Linked DNA regions of Macaca mulatta: region 2 is linked to region 1. A link is a contact called in public Hi-C data. All regions are on one chromosome and are shown on one strand. The core of a region is the stretch at or near the end of the contact, and the rest is flanking DNA. Distances in the headings are between cores, read along the strand shown. Region 1 holds the start of BSN (bassoon presynaptic cytomatrix protein). Region 2 holds the start of APEH (acylaminoacyl-peptide hydrolase).

Evidence for each region. A called contact is a pair of places that touch in the nucleus more often than the background predicts.
Region 2: a Hi-C map of fetal cortex germinal zone shows a contact between it and region 1, with 2.2 times the contacts expected there. The contact joins the promoter of APEH here to the promoter of BSN in region 1. A contact is called at or near these places in 8 of 14 Hi-C or Micro-C datasets (CD4 T cells, blood, cortical neurons and 4 more).

What each region holds. Positions count from the first base shown.
Region 1 is chr2:113,017,380-113,024,125 of T2T-MMU8v2.0, reverse strand. It overlaps BSN (bassoon presynaptic cytomatrix protein), which reads right to left and starts at 4,048. Exons shown (of 13, transcript XM_077992567.1): 1 at 3,825-4,048. The coding sequence starts at 4,048. It overlaps LOC144339204 (a long non-coding RNA gene), which reads left to right. Exons shown (of 2, transcript XR_013413963.1): 2 at 1-20.
Region 2 is chr2:113,134,168-113,140,913 of T2T-MMU8v2.0, reverse strand. APEH (acylaminoacyl-peptide hydrolase) reads right to left here and starts at 3,411. Exons shown (of 22, transcript NM_001261735.1): 1 at 3,365-3,411; 2 at 3,157-3,289; 3 at 2,476-2,602; 4 at 2,009-2,102; 5 at 1,830-1,905; 6 at 1,576-1,739; 7 at 1,280-1,417; 8 at 1,095-1,186; 9 at 978-1,018; 10 at 771-892. The coding sequence starts at 3,376. BSN (bassoon presynaptic cytomatrix protein) reads right to left here. Exons shown (of 13, transcript XM_077992567.1): 13 at 6,171-6,746.

The DNA of each region.
Region 1 (6,746 bases), core at 2,799-5,298:
GGGACAGAGCAAGACTCTGTCTCAAAAAAAAAAAAACAAAAAACAAACAAACAAACAAAAGATAGTATTTCTCCTCCTAATCTCTCCATTACATTTTTACATTTTTTAAATCAACAGCACCTTATTAGTCTTAATGATGCCGCGAGCAACTGTATTATCAAAAGTAACCTGCTTTCCATGGAGAAATGCAAAAATGGTTGCCCTCTGGGTAAAATTTTGACATCATCACCATTCAGATGTAAGTTTACTTTAAGTCACACTCCATGACATACCCTCTGTGAGATCCAGCCACTGGGGACAAAGAAGATCTCTAAGTGACAAAGGAGCATTATTTCCAGACCTGGCAATGATGTCCTTTCATTTTATCTTTATAAGTTAGTGTCAGATTTTTCTAGAGGCTGACTTGGCTGATAAAATGTAACAAGTCTGGCTAATCCCAGACCAGAGATACTATGCCTGACAAATCCATTTTGAAAAAGGAATTCTGGGTATGGTTCTCAGAGCAGCCTTGCCCACCTTCCAGTAAACAACAAGGTTCTCTGTGCCTAGCTGCCTTTGGCTTAGGGTGTCTGTCTCCTTAACATATGGGCCAGAAGTGAGTAGAGGCGACTTTGGCATTGATTTGGCATTCTGATGGGCAGTGAGGGAGAAGGGCCTCTCTTGGCTTTGCCCTGGCTTTCCCCCACCTCAGCCTCATTCTCTGGTCACTGTCCCTGCCTGTGTAGATCACATTCTTTATGCCATTTCTCTCTATCTCTACCTCTCCTAACCCAGTCACTTTTCCAGCCTTACATCTCTACTTCTCCTAAAGCCTAGCTCTGCCTCTCCACTCTTCCCAATTAACAACCCTATAAGCACTGCCTATTTGACATTTCTCAGACACTGAGCTGCCCACAGTGTCTCTCTTAGGGTTCTTCCATGATTTGGCTCTTCAAGAGCTATCTGACCAACCAGTCTGTGAGTTGCTGGAGGACAGGGAAGCTCTATATATACTTTCCATACCCACCACAAAGCCAATAACTGTGCTTGATAGCTCTTGATAGCTGACAAATACACCTTAGCTGATGGACTAGATATCAATTTGCAAACAACAAAACATGTGCAAGTCCGCAGAGCTGGTGTGAACTAGATAGGCTGCCACTGGTCTACATGGCTCCTTCATGCAATTATTTTAAAAAGTACTTTCTGAGGTACCGATAAAGTTCTGTCTTGATCTGGTAGTGTGCCATGAGTGTATGTATAAACAAAATCCCATCAATATGTGCGTTCCACTGTACATTAGGCATATCTCCATAAATAAGTAAATGAATTAATGAGTGAATGATGCCCCTTCCTTTAAGAGGATGCAGCCTACACCAGGGCACACAGCTTGGAAAGTGGAGCCTGGGATAGAGTTCAGCTTTCTCCCAAACCAGCACTCCTTGGAAAAGACATAGATTATATAATTGTACATGGCCACCTTGACACCAGAAACAGAGAGACCTTCCTTGAGGGATTCTCTAATGCCCAAAGCTCCACATCATCCCAACAGGCTAAGAGGCAGCACTATGGGTGTGGCAGCACTGCTACTCATGGGATTCAAGTCAGGCTTTTCAGTGGCAAATGCTGGAGCCACCTCCTCACAGAGTCCAAGTCAGCTCAGTATGAGGATGAAAAGACTAATTCAGCCTGGGATGACAAGGTAATATGGCAATAGGATTTAACTCCCCCAGAATCATCTCCCTTTTTCCTGGCCCTCTACCCACCTCTATGAGGTTTCTGACTGCCCCAAAACTCAAAATCTTACTGAAAGCAAATATGTCTCTGTGCTAATGCTCTTTCCTGAATGCCCAGAAGCACATCTACAGGGCTTTTTCCTCATCAATGGGCCAATCTGTTCAGTAGCATCTTAGAAGAGAACATGCTAAATTTGGCATCAGGTACCTGAGATGCTCTAGTGAGAGGAAGTAGAAGCCATTGTGATACTGAAGGAGAGATAAGCCATGGAGGTGCTGCTCAGCTGAGGTGCTATGATAAGCTGAATATCAGCTGGAGGAGTAAATCCCACCTCCTAATGGTCTCTGGTTCTCACTTCCTGAGTCTGATAGTCGCAGGACCTCAGCACCACAGGCCCAGGTATGAGCCTTGCCCACAGCCAGGTAAGATATTGTATGACTACTAAATCCAGCAAGAGTCCGTGGTTCCCCTCACCCACAGCGGTTCATGGGTCTGCCCTGCAGCAGAATGTACAGATGAAGTAGAAATGAAACACTAAAAAGGCATATGAGCAATAGACATCAGCCTTCTTACAGTCCCTCTGAGCTGCCCAGGTCTTTCCAGAATTTTGTATGATTGGCTCTGCAACATCTGATAAACTACAAGCAGAGCAGCCTGTTTGGTTATCAGAAGAGAAATGACAAATTCCCCATACAGGGAACTCTCAACAACAAGGTGTTTTTCCATTCAGCTACAGAAGCTTTCCCTTAGAAGAAGAACACTAAAGCCTGGGTGAGCCTCCGTCAAGCTAAAACCCAAACAGCAACTCAACACGCAGCAAAATGGACAGTGTTTGCAGTGCTAAGAGCTGTGTGCTATCCAACTGCATTACTATTATAGCTAGTGTAAAATGGACAAATCCCACCTCTAAAAAGGATGCTCACAGGCTGACCTGTCTGCCGCAGGTTTCAAGCTACTTAAGAGCTTTTCATTACTGTTTGTTGTCTAAGAAATGACTTCTGAGGAAATAAACACACAAGAGATACAGTCGGGCAGCCAAAGAATAAAAAATTATGCATTCTCACAGTTTATGTGCTCCCACACAGAAAAGCCAGGGCAACATATATCAGCAGACTCACATGGAGCTGGAAGCACCTCCCTCCCACCCCCTGGGGGTTTTGCTACTCCCCAAGCCTATTTGGTGCAAAGATAATGCCTTCCATTTTATCCTGTCATCTCTTAGTAGTTTTCCTGAGTTTTCAGTCTACAACTTATTATATATTGGCATTCCCTTACAGCCTTCACTGCCACTTGACTGTTTTTGCAGGACCTGGGTTGGCATACATTTAAAACAAACTGGTTTCACAGTATTTAATCAGATATGTTCTGTTTAAAGCATTCTGTGTGGCTTTCAGCTTTTCCACTGGTTTGATCTAAATCATAAGGTAACAAGAACATATCTGGTGCTGGATGACTCAATAGCATTTTTGCTTCACCCCAAAATGTTTCCCTAAACCTTGGTGAAAGCACATGATCCTATTAGTATTGTTGGGCCTAAATAAGCACCTCTTGGTGTCCAGTGGGCAATTTTCCTTTCCCCCAAAGGTGATTACAGCCACTAAATGCCCAAGGAAAGCCCAAGACCAAGTTCATGGTTCAACTATTTTCATCTCTCTGTTCCTCGCAGTGACACTTATCTTCCCTGACAGCCACTCCCATTGTGCTCTTTCCTCGGCCCAGCACAATGGACACATGCAGACACCAGCAGACAGGGAGGACGTTTTCCATCCCATTGCTCCCCTGTGCGGAGGGACCAGGCTAAGGTTACATAAGCCCCTCCTGAGCGGTCAGGCCCGAGCGTTGGGGAGAAACGAATTTGGGGTTCGTGACGGAGTCACGGTCTGCAGGCCCCGACTGACCCTGCGCTCGTCATCCTGCCACGCCAAAGCGGGGCAGCTGGAAAGGAAGGGCCGCTTCCCGCGACCACCCAGTTCACACCAGTCCGGCAGGGTTCAAAGTGCGGCCGGACGTCGAACCTCGCTGTCCACACTAGATCGCGGGATCCTGGGCCCGGGCCCCGGCCTCAGGCTGCAGCTCACCGCCCCCCGGGCGCCGAGACACGCGCTTACCTGCCCGGGCCAGGGCCGGGGCCGGGGCCGGGGCCAGGGACCGGTGGTACAGCGGTCGACCGCGCTGCTCCAGCCGCGGGGAGCTGTCCGCCGCCGGCCGGTGCTGAAGGAGGCTTTCCTGCGCCGGGGCTGGGGCCGGGGCCGGGACCGGGGCCGGGGCCGGCGCCTCCGGGCGGCAGCGGCCCGTCGCCAGCGCCGCCCTCCAGGCTGGCCTCGTTGCCCATGGCGGGCAGGCGGGCGGGCGGGGTCGGGGTCGCGCTGCGCCCGGGCCGGCGGCTGCCTGGCAGTGCTCACACTCTCGGCGCCGCCGCCGCCGCCGCCGCCGCCATCTCCCAGCTCGGCTCGCGCCGCCGCCTGCCGCTGCGCATGCGCGTCTCGCGGCCCCCGTCCCTGCATACGCCCCCTCCCCCCTGTGCGCGCTCCCGCCAGCCCGCTAGGACGTGTGTCCACGCGCCAGCCTCGGGGTCGCTGGGAAACGGCCGCCGGCGCCCGCGCATGCGCTGTCCAGGACCCACGCGGCTGTCGCGTGCTGAGAAGGAGCCGGGCGGGGCCCGGCGGGATCGCTGCGAGGGCCCTGTGAGGAGGGGCACCTGCCACTAGAAGCGGCCTCGGGGTCGTCGCGCTGAGCCCTGCTTTGGAGCCGGGGGCGCTTTCCGCCTCGGTGAACTCGAGAGTAGCAACTCTCCTCCGGGTAACTGGAGTGCCACAGCGGGCAGACGTCGTGACGACAGGCCTCGGAGAGGAGAGGGGCCCAAGGATGGCTCAAAGGATGCATAGGAGTTGGGAAGGCAGAGGAACAAGTGTGTTCAGAGATGCGAAGTCGTAGAGGGAAGGAGAGGGAGGGTGCTTGGTGGTCGGGCCGGATTGTGGGGGTCTCTAAGGCCAGCTGGGGAGTGGAACCTTTATCCAGATGGTGATGGGAACCATCTGGGATTCACACTGAGGAACTGGAGTCTCAGGAAGTGCCCCGGGCACAGATGGAGGGTGTGACAGGGCTGCGTGAAGCCAGCTGGGAGGCCACCTCAGTCAGCCCTGGGAGAGTGACCTTGGGGAATGGAGAAAAGGAGTTTATGGTTCTCAGGCCTGGAGCTGTGGATCCCAGGACTGTCTCTCAGGATAATGTTGCCTCTGCATTATCCTGAGAGCTTTCCGAATTACTTCCCCGCTGCCTCACATTTACAACCGGTGTCTGCCCACTACTCAGGATTGTGTGCTTTGGTGGCTTCTCACACAAGCCTGTACTTTCCTATGGGAGAATATTTCCTAGGAAATGCACCCTATATTCCAGTTCATCTCTGGCTTCATAAATCATGACTGTGTAGAAAGGCTTGAGTAACTTGAACCCATTTTACAAACCCATTTAATTCTCCTAATGTTGTGGAATATATCACATAGGGTGTAAGCAGTTCTTTTTTTTGTTTGTTTTTGAGACGGAGTCTCGCTCTGTCGCCCAGGCTGGAGTGCAGTGGCCGGATCTCAGCTCACCGCAAGCTCCGCCTCCCGGGTTTACGCCATTCTCCTGCCTCAGCCTCCCGAGTAGCTGGGACTACAGGCGCCCGCCACCTCGCCCGGCTAGTTTTTTGTATTTTTTAGTAGAGACGGGGTTTCACCGGGTTAGCCGGGATGGTCTCGATCTCCTGACCTCGTGATCCGCCCGTCTCGGCTTCCCAAAGTGCTGGGATTACAGGCTTGAGCCACCGCTCCCGGCCGGGTGTAAGCAGTTCTAACTGAACCTAGAATAATCCAGGGATCCCAATGAATGCTGATAGCCAGCCTGCTGCGCAGACTGGTGGCGGTGTCAGTTCTGGTGAGGAGGAGCCAGGACCCTCCCTGGGCCTTCCCCTGTGCCCTCCAAGCTGCTCCCCCTCCACTCCTGGCCTCTGGGATGGAGCAAGTAAGAGAAAGAGGAAATGCAGAGCCCCCACTTCCTGACACTTTCTCCTGACTTTATACCTCCCGTCTTTTGCGCTAAACTGCCTGGCCCCTCTGGGATGACCTAGGATGAAGAGAGCCTCTCTTCCTGCAGATGATGGTCCTTGCCGTGTTTCCTCCTGTGCTGCAGGATGTTTGATACAGCTTCGTGAGTGGTGACTACATGTGCACATTTAGGCTCCAAAAGAGTCCACATCTCAGCCCTGATAGGACCCTTGGCAACTGACTTAGGCTCACTGAGCCTCCATTTCCTATTCTGCAAAGTTAGAATCTTAGTAGCTCCTCGAATATGAGGGATTGTAAGGGTGAAGTGGCTGATGTAGATACTTAATTTTTTTCTTTTTTTTTTTTTTTTTTTGAGACAGATTCTCGCTCTGTCACCCAGCATACAGGCTGGAGTTCAGTGGTGCGATCTCAGCTCACTGCAGCGTCCGTCTCCCGGGTTCAAATGATTCTCTTGCCTCAGCCTCCCTAGTAGCTGGGATTACAGGTGCCCACCAACACTCCTGGCTAGTTTTTGTATTTTTAGTAGAGACAGGATTTCACCATGTTGGCCAGACTGGTCTTGAACTCCTGACCTCTGGTGATCCACCCACCTTAGCCTCCCAAAGTGCTGGGATTATGAGCATGAGTCAGTGCACCCAGGCTGATGTAGGTACACCACCAGGACAAGTGACTGGCACATATATGACAACTCTGTTATTAGTTGTCTCCCTGGTGTTGGTCTGGGATGTGGCAGTCTTATGCCACATATTTCCTCCTGGGGAAGAATATGCTCACAAACATTATGGGCAGGCCAGTGGCCTGACCTTGTCCCAACCCAGGCTGTTATAGCTTCACAGACCCCAGTCAGTGTGGGTTGGGCTACTTGAAATGGGGGAAAGGATGTGTATTTTTTGTTTTTGTAGAAACCACAGGAGCTATGGCTTTCCACAGATTTAAATCAACATGCCTCTGGTTCCTGTGTGGTTAATTAGCTCTACCCAGCCT
Region 2 (6,746 bases), core at 2,162-4,661, 120 kb before region 1:
CTATCCCCTTTTGCCTCAGGTAGCCCCAGGGGAGGAGGGAACTGGAATAAGCCTGATATATCTCTTTTCTGGTGACCTGGACCAGATGCCCAAGGGGCCTCAGATAGGCATGTCCCTCTGACTTTTTTTTTTTTTTTTTTTTTTTTTTTTTTTTGAGACGGAGTCTCGCTCTGTCACCCAGGCTGGAGTGCAGTGGCCGGATCTCAACTCACTGCAAGCTCCGCCTCCCGGGTTCACGCCATTCTCCTGCCTCAGCCTCCCGAGTAGCTGGGACTACAGGCGCCTGCCACCTCGCCCGGCTAAGTTTTTGTATTTTTAGTAGAGACGGGGTTTCACTGTGTTACCCAGGATGGTCTCGATCTCCTGACCTCGTGATCCGCCCGTCTCGGCCTCCCAAAGTGCTGGGATTACAGGCTTGAGCCACCGCGCCCGGCCGTCCCTCTGACTTTTACTAGGGGCTCAGAGCTCTTCCTGGGGAGGGTCTGGGATTGTGTAACTCCCCACTATATCCCAGCCCCTTGCAGAGCCTGGTTACATGCAGTTGAGAGCCAAGGGGAGGAGCATTCTTGCAGTGCAAAGCTCTCCATGGCAGCACTCTCAACCTCTAGGCCCTGCCTTGAGAGGACAGGCAGAACTCACACTGCTGCTGCACTGAGGACAGAAGGGCACCTACTGAGGGCCCATGGGGAGATGATGCTGGCCCTTCAGCTCTCATCCACCATACCATCTTCTTGCTGACCATCCTCCCATCCCCGCCACCTCCAGCTCACCAGGCACAGCTGGCTGCACTGATGATGGGGGATCAGAGATGGGTACTGCAGGTAGACAATGCGACATTGGTCTGGGCTCAGCCGGGGAGAAGAGACAGCCAGGGAATCATCTGAGAGGAGCTCTGGGCCAGATGGAAACAAGAGCATCACGCAGGCTGGCAGGGCCAACATGTGTCAGCAAAGCACAGGTGGGCATCAGCCACTTACCACACTTCCCCCCGATGAGGTCCACATAGTACAGGGCTGACCTGGAACCGCGAGACAGACATTCAGTCTCAAGGCCAGCTGGGCTGCAAGGTCCCTTGCCTTGCCCCACTCCCTCACCTGCGATTGGTGCAAAAGCGGATGCCCAACCGGAAGGGCTCATGCCACCAGCCCACAAACACCACACCAGCATCTCCAGGGGCCCAGAATGCCTGCAAACAAGATCACAGGGCAGAAGTGAACAAGGGATGGTAGCTGAAGAAGGGCCCCAGACTCCAGGAGGGACATAGGCTGTTGCTGCTGACCTGTCCAGGGGACACATTCTCAGGGACCCCCTCAAGCACAGAGATGTTGCCACTCTCGACATCCAGCACGCAGAGCACAGGGATGCTTTTGGAAACCATGTTTTCTCCCCAGTCTTCGTAAAACACAAACTGATCCCCCTGAGAACACAAGATACTCAATGCCCAGCCTGTCTATAGGACCTGCTCTGCTTCCTAGAAGCTAGTGCCTCCCCAGGTCTGACAAGCACAGTATGGGAAGGGAGCACACTGAGCCCCAGGGCTGCCCTGCTGGGCCTTCGTGGATTGACCACGAGCACCTTGATGGGTTGGTCTGGCTTCTTCAGCCTGGCTATCTCATCATCGCTGGCACTGACGTCCAAGGCTTTGGTCTGAAAGAAGGACTCGGCCTTGGGGCGCTTCCTCTCTGCCACATACAACAAGTGTGTCTCCGAGTGCGACCAGGACAGGCAGCCAAAACAGTCTGGGTGCAGGGAGGGCCAATCAGGGGGGGGCCCAGGGCTACGGCTACCCCTCCTGTCCACCCTGCCTGCTCACCAGCCAGATGCCTCACCATCCTCATAAACAGGCCCATGTTTCTCCAGCACTGATAGGTTGAAACTCTTGAGCTTCCGGTTCTTCTCCCAGACCTGAGGACATCTGGGCATTAGGCTGTTTGCCCGCTAACAGAGCCTTATCTGTGGGGCAGAGCCTCTCTCTAGTCACCCACTACCTGGTCCCATGTAGACTCACCTCCAGGAACTGCTTCTCTTCCCCAGGGCCCGTGCCTCCAGCCTTGCGCAGCACAGCTTTCATGCTGCCTGAAGGAGACTCTCTGCTCAGCAGTCTGTGGACATGGGGTAGCACAGGTCAGGAGTATCTTGCAATAACCCCTTCCTGCTCCCTTACTGGGCACCACCTCTTAGGAGAGATTCTTGAGGCTCTGGCCCCACACCAGCTTCTGGAGTACCTTGCCTTTCCTCCCTGAGGCAGAGACTCTACTCTCCCCAGCTCCCCCAGGCCACCACAGGCTCTAGTCCAGGTGAGTTTGGAGCAAGCCTCCGTTGCTTATCAGGCCATGTCACCAGAAACTGAATGAGCTCCCAAGGGGGCAAGAATCTGGCTCCTGGTCTCCCTTCTAGGCACATGGTGGGCATTCACAAAAGACTTGCATTGCAGACGCTGTGGCCTTGCTCACAAGATTCCTTCCTCAAACTTACTCCCCCCGGGTCTCCACACTGTTGCCTGCAGGTCCGGCAAACACCACTGAGTCCCCGTCATGGAACACCAGGTATTGGCGGCAGAATCGAATGTTCTCCATGCGTTCCAGGTCCCTCTGGGTCCACTCTGTGAGGGGAGGCATGAGGCTGCTCACCTTGTCTTGGCTACTCCTGGCTACTGCCCCCCAGCCCACCTGACCCAGGAAGGCCTAGATCTTCCTCAGTCTCTCAATCTGTCTCCAGACACTGACACCCTGGCTGCGGGCTGGACAACACTTGTCCACAACCCTAGTCCAGGCCTCCAGAGCCTGAGCTGACAGCCTCTTTGAGAGAACCCCCTAGTAACCCCAGCACCCACCCTGGAATCTTGAGGGCAGCCTGGCATGTGTATGGGATGGAGTGTTGGCGGAGCACCCTACAAAGTCCACGCCCTGAACCCAGGTTTGAATTCTACCCCTACACCATCATCTCGTGCACTCATGGGCACCATCCGATAACGCCCCGCACGCCCCCGCCTCCCCACACACCTGTGTGCAGGGACCTGTGGGAGTGTATCCTCCAAGTACAGGCCGGCTCCCCATACACCCTTACACACTGTCAAGCAGCGAGCCCTCCACACCCGCTTCCTTCCCACCCCAGTGCGCGACCCCGTCGCCAGCCAGTTCCCCTTCGCACACACACCAGTGTGCACCGTCCGGTACTGGCCGCCGTACTGTGTGGTGACCTCCGGGCCCAGGCAGGCGGCGCTCAGCGCGGGCTGGCGGCTAAGGCCCCGATACAGAGCCGCCGCCTCCTCGGGCTCGCTCAGCAGCACCTGCGCAGGGGACACACCAGGGTCAGGCCCGGTCCGGGCTGCAGGGACCACGGGGACCGCGGGCCGAGCCCTCACCTGACGTTCCATAGTCTCCTCTCTGCCGCCTGGGCGAGGCGGGGCGGGGGGGTGCTCGCGCCCGGAAGTGAGGCTTCCGGGGGCGGAGCCTGGGACCGCCCGGGCTGTCTCCGCCCCTGCCCTGCGGCAATCTGGGAGGGGGGGCTTTCGGCGAATAGGCGAGAACCGTTGGCAAGGGGCGGGCCTTGACGGTGAGAGGACCCGGCCTGGCAGCGAGAAGTCCCGGGTGGAGAGAGCAGGGGCGTCGAGAGGAGGAGCTGGCCTTCCAGGGGCGGACTAGTCAAGTGGGGGGCGGGGCCGTGGGGCGAGGCGTTGGATCTCGGAGGAGAGAGGGCGGGCCTGTGGAAGCGGAACCCGGGAGCCGGGCTTCGGGGGGGGTAGAAGGGCCTACGAGAGAAGCGGGTGAGACAGGACTGCGAGGCGGAAGCAGCGCGGTCGGACGGGCATGGCCCGAGCACCTGAAGGGCGAGGCCCGAGGGGAATGGGACCAATGAGTCTCTGAGGATGAAGGGCGAGGCGGGCGGGTCCAGAGTGGAGCCCCGCGAGGAATGAGGAGCCGGGAGCCCGTGAGGGTGAGGGCGGGGAGGGGGGAGCCGGCCGCATCGTGGATCTCCCGCGGCTCTGGGGCTGACTGTAGGGTTCCTTCGGGTCCACTACGAGCCGACATTCACTAGACAGTGCCAGGCCCTGCCCTGGAGGGACTCCCAGGCAGACGAAGAAGAGAAAGGCCAGAGTCCGGGCGGAGGGCGCAAAGCAAAGCCCTGGGGTGCGGGGCAGAGGGGCGAGTGCCAACTCTCAGGGTGCTGCCTGGGCTTATCAGTCACCAGGCCTGCCGCAAGAGCTATCTATCCCCGCAGCCTTTACCCACCCTTCTCAGTGGCTCCTTGTTGGGGACTGTGAGCCGGTGGGTTCCTTCCCCTCCTCCCTAGGCCTCAACCTGAGCTCTTGGGTGTGGGGACCCTGGTGGGCTCAGACTCCACCAAGGTCCAGGGAGCTTCCTGTGGAAAGAACCTAGGCAGGCAGGCTTCCTGTGCACGTGACACAGGATTGGCTGGGCTAAGGTGCCAGCAGAGATCAGGAGAGGCTGGACAGTAAGGATGTCCCCTCCATATACCTGAGTCTGGCTGGTCTTCCACATCAGGGCCCTGGCTCCCTGCTCCATGGTGTGCTTGTGATTGAGAGTCCACCTGTCTGGCCTGCAGCTTCCCCTTTCCCATCAGCCGCATCATTACTTACTCAAGATTACTAGTTAAGTTAAAAAAAAGAGTCCTGGCCGGCCGGGCGCACTGGCTCACGCCTGTAATCCCAGCACTTTGGGAGGCCAAGGCGGGCGGATCACGAGGTCAGGAGATAGAAATCATCCTGGCTAACATGGTGAAACCCCGTCTCTACTAAAAATACAAAAAATTAGCTGGGTGTGGTGGCAGGCGCCTGTAGTCCCAGCTACTCGGGAGGCTGAGGCAGGAGAATGGCGGGAACCTAGGAGGCGGAGCTTGCAGTGAGCCGAGAATCGTGCCACTGCACTCCAGCCTGGGTGACAGAGTGAGACTCTGTCTCAAAAAAAAAAAAAAAAAAAAGTTCCGGCCGGGCGCGGTGGCTCACGCCTATAATTCCAGCACTTTGGAGGGCCGAGGCGGGTGGATCACCTGAGGCCAGGAGTTCAAGACCAGCCTGGCCAACACGGTGAAATCCTGTCTCTACTAAAAATACAAAAATTAGTGGAGTGTGGTGGCATGCGCCTGTGATCCCAGCTACTTGGGAGGCTGAGGCAGGAGAATCTCTTGAACCTGGGAGGTGGAGGTTGCAATGAGCCGAGATCGTGCCATTGCACTCTAGCCTGGGCAACAAGAGTGAAACTCTGTCTCAAGGAAAAAAAAAAAGAGTACCAACTTTCTGACGCCACTGCATTTGTGAGTATGTACAGGACTGTATCAAGGCCAGAAACAGGAGTAGAACGAGTGGCCCCAGCCACCAGTTTGGGTGGAAAGATTGGAAACTAGGCTGTTCATCAAGCATTGTTTATGATAGGAACACTGGGAACATAGCACCTGTTCCTAAGGTTGTGTGTGGTAGACTGGCTACGAACTCATGTATCTCTCTGGAGGTTGAGCACTGGAAGACGAACATTTAAGTACCTGAAATAAACATGTGGAAATAAACAGAAAGCTAGAAAACAGGATATATTGCACCTTCTGGCTTCGGTTTAAAATGAAGACTGGAACAACAAACAGGAAAGAAGGACATGCATCAAGATGTTAACTCTGGGGAGAGGGCCAGAGGTGGAGCTGGGATTCTTGTTTATCTGTGTTAAAAAAAAAAAAAATCTAACAACTCTGGGTGACTTTGGTAAGGAGGTACTCCTGACCATCTGAGGAAGGCCTAAGGTCTGACAGCCAGCAAGAGTTTGGGGGTCGGAAAAATCAGAGAAAGGCAGAGAGGTGTAGGGCTTGTTGGCAGCACCAGGGGGCAGCATTTGTTCACTGCCTCCGTGGAACCACAGGAACACACAGAAAGCTGTGTGTGCAGCCAACACACCTAAAGGCCATGGAGGTGCTGTCCCTTAACAGCCTGCGCACTGACTGCCTGCTCCAGGTCCAAGCTTGGGACCTCCCCTTGGGCACCTTTGTGGAGGGCCCAGTGTCTTTGGATGGCTTGGTGTGGACTCAGCCCCATGCTGTGCCAGCACTTCTGCAACTCTGTCCATCCTTTTCCCTTTAACCATGGACAGGATTGTCGCAAATTTGGGGATTTGCTCCTTCAGCTAAGCCTTCCCACTTGAGAAAGCATTCCAGAAACAGTCTGTAGATTGTTTATATCAAGTCCTTTTATTCTGATACCACAGAATTACCTTGTCACAATACAGGGGGAGGGACACTGAAGTACCACGAGTTCTCACAGAGCACAGGAGGACAGCACACAATTCACAAGGTCATGTGGAGGACTCGGGTCATTGCACTTACAACTGTAAACTTGTTTGTTTGACTTTGTACAGCACTCTTCCCCCCTCAAATAAAGAAGGAGAGAAGGAAAGAAAGGGAGAGAGGGAGGAGGAAGGGGAAAGCAAAAACCAAGACATGAAAGCTAGAGGAAAAGGTATTGAGTGGCCACCACTCTCCAGGGTAGTGCATTTGGAGAGAAGGAGCTGATTTCACCCCGGAAACTGAATGAGGCAGAAACATATACACACACACACACACACACACACACACATATGTGCATACACACACAATATCTCACAACTTCCATGGCTCTCCAGTGCCACCCCAGTGCACATGGCAGCAGGGCTGCTGGCACCCAGGGAGACAGAGATGGCATCTCCGAGGAGTTTTAGTTGATTAGGCCTGTCCCTCTGACCCTGTTGGAGTCCATGATGACAAGTATT